Linked DNA regions of Xenopus tropicalis: region 1 is linked to region 2. A link is a contact called in public Hi-C data. All regions are on one chromosome and are shown on one strand. Each heading gives the region's core, a stretch centred on a gene start, on an enhancer-like site or on the middle of the called end of the contact. The rest is flanking DNA. Distances are from core to core; before and after follow the strand shown. Region 1 holds the start of lmbr1l (protein LMBR1L). Region 2 has its middle 19 kb from the start of rhebl1.

Region 1 (2,915 bases), core at 221-2,720, 84 kb after region 2:
GAGACAGTAATAGCTAAGGGTGCTAGTATTAGCTCCTATATGTAGGTGGGACAGTAATAGCTACGGGTGCTAGTATTAGCTCCTATATGTAGGTGGGACAGTAATAGCTACGGGTGCTAGTATTAGCTCCTATATGTAGGTGGGACAGTAATAGCTACGGTGCTAGTATTAGCTCCTATATGTAGGTGGGACAGTAATAGCTACGGGTGCTAGTATTAGCTCCTATATGTAGGTGGGACAGTAATAGCTACGGGTGCTAGTATTAGCTCCTATATGTAGGTGGGACAGTAATAGCTACGGGTGCTAGTATTAGCTCCTATATGTAGGTGGGACAGTAATAGCTACGGGTGCTAGTATTAGCTCCTATATGTAGGTGGGACAGTAATAGCTACGGGTGCTAGTATTAGCTCCTATATGTAGGTGGGACAGTAATAGCTACGGGTGCTAGTATTGCTCCTATATGTAGGTGGGACAGTAATAGCTACGGGTGCTGTATTAGCTCCTATATGTAGGTGGGACAGTAATAGGGCTTACTGGGGGGGTGCTAGTATTAGCTCCTATATGTAGGTGGGACAGTAATAGCTACGGGTGCTAGTATTAGCTCCTATATGTAGGTGGGACAGTAATAGCTACGGGTGCTAGTATTAGCTCCTATATGTAGGTGGGACAGTAATAGCTATGGGGCACAGTATTAGCTTCCATACATAGCTAAATGAGGCTCTGCAATGGAGGGGGGTTGGCTGTTTTGAGACAATCAGCACAATGACCATGAATTACAGGTTATGAAAATATAATCCATCATATAAATCAGCAAATGAAAGGACCGCAGGAAGAGCCAGGTGGCCATTGATATGACAGACGGGGGGGTAGAACACTAGGCAAATCCTTAACACTCTCATACGCTAATTCCGCTCATTACAGTACAAGCCATGGCTGCTCGGCAGAAGCTGGGAGGACACTGGGAGCTGTAGTACAGGGGAAACACTGGCTGTGCTGTACTACTGGCGCCGGGAAGGGAAAGAGCCGACGTGCAGTTTCAGTCAGTGCTGTCCCCTAGGCACCAGTTGCACTCTAGCAAACTTCTACCAGCCGATACTGCCCCAATGGGTTTAATTCACTCGCAACCCAGTGCTAAGGGCTATACTGGCAGTGTAAGTGTTAATACTCCCATTCCCCACCCCTCCCCCAGAACCAAACTAGCTCAGCACTTACGATGCATTCCCGGACCCAATCGTGAAAAATCTGCTCTCTAACTGACACATCCTGGTTCACTTCCATCTTCTGGTATCATGGCGCCTCCGTGCTCGTTCCACACCGACCAGGAGAATCGTTACTTGCGCGCAATCCCGGAGCTGCAGCGACCAGACAACCAGGGCAGCTTCAGGTTACTCTGTATCCCGAACGCCTCCGACGCTCCTCCCCACTTACACTCTCCCAATCACAAATCAAACAGCAGCATGCGCGTCATTGGCCCAGCTCCCTTTGGAGCCCGCAGTTGATTGGCCGAGACCAGGAATGACGCAGGGTGCAACGGTTGGCTGGCTGAGAGTTGGTTTAACCCTTTCTCTGCCAGCCGGTTTGGAGATTCTGGTACCTATATTGACAGACAGCTTTGGAACGTTTTGTGCTCAGTCACTTTAGGGGCACTTCCTGAGGGAAATTTGGTTTACCTATGAAAACTATATATCTTTTTTTGCAGGTTAACCTAAGCTTTCAAAATATGCTGAAACTGTTGTGTAATTCTAGTTCTGTATCAATTAAGGCTTCTAAATGTCTAACAAAGAAAACGAATCATATATATACCTATATTAGAAACTTAATTTTTTAATGCAACAGATTTGGGAAGTTCCATGTCTCCCAACACCCAAATACCACATATGTATAGTTTTATGGTAAATTCTGATGTGTATAGGGCCCAATCTCCCAGCAGTGCGCTGTCAGATTTCTAAAGCATCACTCAAGAAATCTGTATGCTTTCAATTTCAAGATCAAAAATACCACTAACAGTAATTTTATCCTTGAAAACCATCCATTTCTGGAAAGAACAGATTATGAAAAATTGAAAATGGGTGAATACATCTTTCTACTCCAAACTACCAGACTGCAATTATTTTCTAAAGTTATTGGTTTTAATAACAATTTTTAATATTTTTGAAAAATCACCACAAAGCTTCCAGTTTACAGAATCCTATCTCCCAAAGGTTATTAGGTACCAAGATAAAACATGCTAATTGTGAATGCCAGGTATGGTTGCTGATTTTTTTCACCGACAGTACTGGGCTACAGGGCTACAGGGGGAGCAGAGATGTCACATGGGGGTGGGGTGATGGGAAATGGGTGGGGCAGAGGTGGGCCTTCTTGTAAGGCAGGGGGCTCAAACTCAATTTACCGCAGGAGGCAAAGTCAGGATGAGGCTGGGCCGCATAAGGGATTTCACAAAAAACTGGCTTTCAAGGGATAATGCAAGGCACGGCGGGAGGGAGCTGCTGATTGCGGAAATGACGTTATGCCATCATAACAGTTATTATGGGAAGACGTTCTGTGTGCACAATTAGCTCCTTAGCAGCTAATTGTGCACACAGAACGTCTTCCCATAATAACTGTTATGATGGCATAACGTCATTTCCGCAATCAGCAGCTCCCGCCCGCCGTGCCTTGCATTATCCCTTGAATCGCAATAAAAATCGCGATCCATTCATTGCTTTTGAGAAGGCATTGGTGCGGGCCACAAAATACTGAACCGAGGGCCGCAAATGGCCCGCGGGCCGCGAGTTTGAGACCCCTGTTGTAAGGGGTGATCAGCAGCAGAGAGAATCAGGGAAGGGGGTGATTTATAAGTAGGTTTGCTGCTCTTAGAAACAAATAGCTGGTGATTTGCTGGCTAGGCCAGTCAAAGAACTGCAAAAAAACCTATT
Region 2 (2,863 bases), core at 303-2,802:
ATTATTATTTGATTTCCAGCATTTATTTTTTAACTGGAGGAACAAAAAAAAGAAAGGGCCCTAATATGTTTCTGCCCGTGGAAAGAATTGAATTTGCCATCCAGGTAAGAAGTGGGACTGCAGATGACAAACTATTAAGCTGTTTTCCTGCTTTTGGTTTCTAAACAAGGCATCTACTGAAAATGACAGATCCCCTCATTTAAATTGGTTGGAAGAGTTCTATAACCTATTTTCTATTTTGAGGGGAAAAAGTTATGGGTTTTTTTTTTTCAGCACCAGTATTGACACTTTAATCACATAAACACAGATACCCGCAGAAATTTGCTATATTGCCTAAAGCCAATATAGTTACTGTGATTAAAAAGCTTCATAAACACAGAACTAACAAGCCTAAGGACAAGTGCTGGCAAACTCGCATAACCTCAAGAAAGGTCACTTGTTACCAGCGGTCAGAATGTGTTTTCGGACTTTGTTGTAAGCATATCACACAGCCAAACCAGCCAACAAGACACAAAAATAAAGCATATGGGAACCCCCACTGCCCCAATTAAGGTGTCTGTATTATACAGACTTTGTCCTGTGCAATCTACGAGATCAAGTAGCAAGTGGGGCCTAAAACATTTCACCTTTACTATAGTAGTGTAGCTAGTGCAGCTGTCAGGATACTCTGGGAGTTGTATTCTCTCAGTAGCTGAATAGCTGGTTGGGGTTGATGGTTGCACATCCGTTATAAAGCTGGCCATACACTGTAAGGTGGGCGATATCGGGCTAATGTGATCATTTTGCCCTAGGGCCAAATGCTAGAATTACAACTATGGCACTGTGGGCCATCAGAATGAGGACCGCATCAATGAGCCAATGCAGTCCTCGATCTGAGGGCATGGCTGTTTTTTTGGCCAGATGTCGTTTGAGTAGGCCCATGGAAGAACCCCATACACAGAGGCTGCCAAATCAGTCTGAAGGACTGGCCACCTTAACACTAGCCAAATGATATGAGAAGGAAATTCACGAACAAATCATAATTAACAGAAACCGTTCCAGTATTAGTGCTTTATTTTTAAGTGTGTGTGTGTGTGTGTGTGTATATAGGTATGTGACCTGTTATTCAGAATGCTCTGGACCTGGGCTTTTCTATATAAGGGGTCTTTTTTAATTTGGATTTCCATACCTTAAGTGTACTTAAAAAAATCATTTAATAGGATTGTTTTACCTTCAATAAGGATTAATTATATCTTAGGATAAAGTACAAGGTGAAAAAGAAATAATGAAAAAAAAATAATTAGAATAATTAGAATTAGTGTTAAGAAATGGCCAAATAGTAATAATCTAATTAGATGGTTTAAGAGGTGTCCGATTTCAAAGTAGTACGTGACACTAAAGTTGGTAGCAGAGTGCACGTAGCACACTTTATAGCCATAAGTAGTTCTTTTTTACCCAGACACCAATATAGACACAAACACACCAGTCTCTCTGTTGGTAAACAAATGTCTTTCTACAAGCCACCCAGTAACTGACTTCCTACCGGAGGGGGAGGGTGGCCTGACCTCATAGTCTCCTGTCTTTGTCTTGAGTGGTATCCCCGGGTGTGTGTGCCTGAGGGAGGTGGGGAGGGGTTGTCCGAATTTAGGATGGATTAACATTATACCCTTTTAGACTGACCAAGGAATGTTTAGGGCAGTTACTAAATGAAGAGGTTGGGGGTAGGGTGGCAGAAGGAACTTGGAGCATTTATCATGTAATTCCAAGAATTCGAAGGAAAAGGAAGAGCACTTTAGAGGAAAAAAAACACATGGGCAGAATGTTACCTAACTGGTTGAAGGAACCAATCCTAAGGTGTCGTGTCGTACCGTGTTGTATAATATTTATTGTATTTATATAAAAAAAATAATAGATACCGTGAGAAATTACATTTCCTTCAGCATGAAAGGTAGCAAAGTACAGATACTACGGCATGTAGATACACACAGATAACAAAAAAGCTGAAAATTTAGAGAATTTCTACAAAAATTTCTAAGTTTCAAAATATTTCTACAAAATACTTGGGTTGGAAGTTGTAGATTTCTGGTTTACCATTAGGTTTAGTTGTATCTTGCCTCGCTAGCTCCAAGCATGCTTGTGTTGTTTCATGGGAATAAATGCCAGTGGCTGGAGCCTTCTGTGGCACTTATGAAAAGGCTAAAATGGTAATGTTGAAGCGGTAGGTAGAAAGATCCAGAGGGGACTACGGTCAGAAGTTTAACATTTTTGTTTTTAAGGTGTTAGAAGAACTGAGGTGGGCTAACATATTGTACTGAGGCTGGAATTTTTTTTTTGTCAGCTTTCTTATGAGTTAAAGCAGTTATCAGTATCTGTCACAAGCATAGCCAATTGTGTATGATAATTAATCTCCTCTAATGCAGGAACTTTCCTTGATATTATAATTCTATAAACACTCAGAAAATACAAGCAGCCAGTGGATTTTTAAGTGTAGACATGCTTATCCATAATATTAGGCCAAGGTGAAACATACTTATGTATATGCAACATGACCTGATGAAATTATGTATGTGGCAGGGGTTGGATATCCCTATGATTGCAAAATAAGATGAAGAAACTGCTTTACAGATGCACTTTCCATTTTTATTGTTGCTTTTGCAATAATGGTATATAAAAGAAAAGTAAAGATTTCCTATGACAATACAATGGTATCCTACAGTGCTATCATTTGATAACAGTGGAAACTGAGGGACAATGAGTTTCTGGGGGGAAAGTACAGCAATATCTCCATGCCACTGATTTTAGCAGAAGGGAGTAGACACTCACTAAATGAGCAAATACTTAATTGTCAGGAAAGGCAAAAACTAAATGTGTTTTGTATCAAAGA

What was found. A called contact is a pair of places that touch in the nucleus more often than the background predicts.
Region 1: a contact with region 2 is called in a Hi-C map of tailbud embryo, with 4 times the contacts expected there. The contact joins the promoter of lmbr1l here to the enhancer-like site in region 2. A contact is called at or near these places in 2 of 5 Hi-C or Micro-C datasets (gastrula embryo and tailbud embryo).

What each region holds. Positions count from the first base shown.
Region 1 is chr2:136,551,968-136,554,882 of UCB_Xtro_10.0, forward strand. lmbr1l (protein LMBR1L) reads right to left here and starts at 1,471. Exons shown (of 17, transcript XM_002935107.4): 1 at 1,213-1,471. The coding sequence starts at 1,278.
Region 2 is chr2:136,468,264-136,471,126 of UCB_Xtro_10.0, forward strand. No RefSeq gene overlaps it. Among named protein-coding and RNA genes, the nearest start is that of rhebl1, 19 kb to the left of the region's middle. Within about 2 kb of position 1,553, at least 5 of the 11 cell types and tissues checked have an H3K27ac peak or open chromatin away from gene starts, as enhancers often do. A contact at or near this core is called in gastrula embryo, where this site is marked.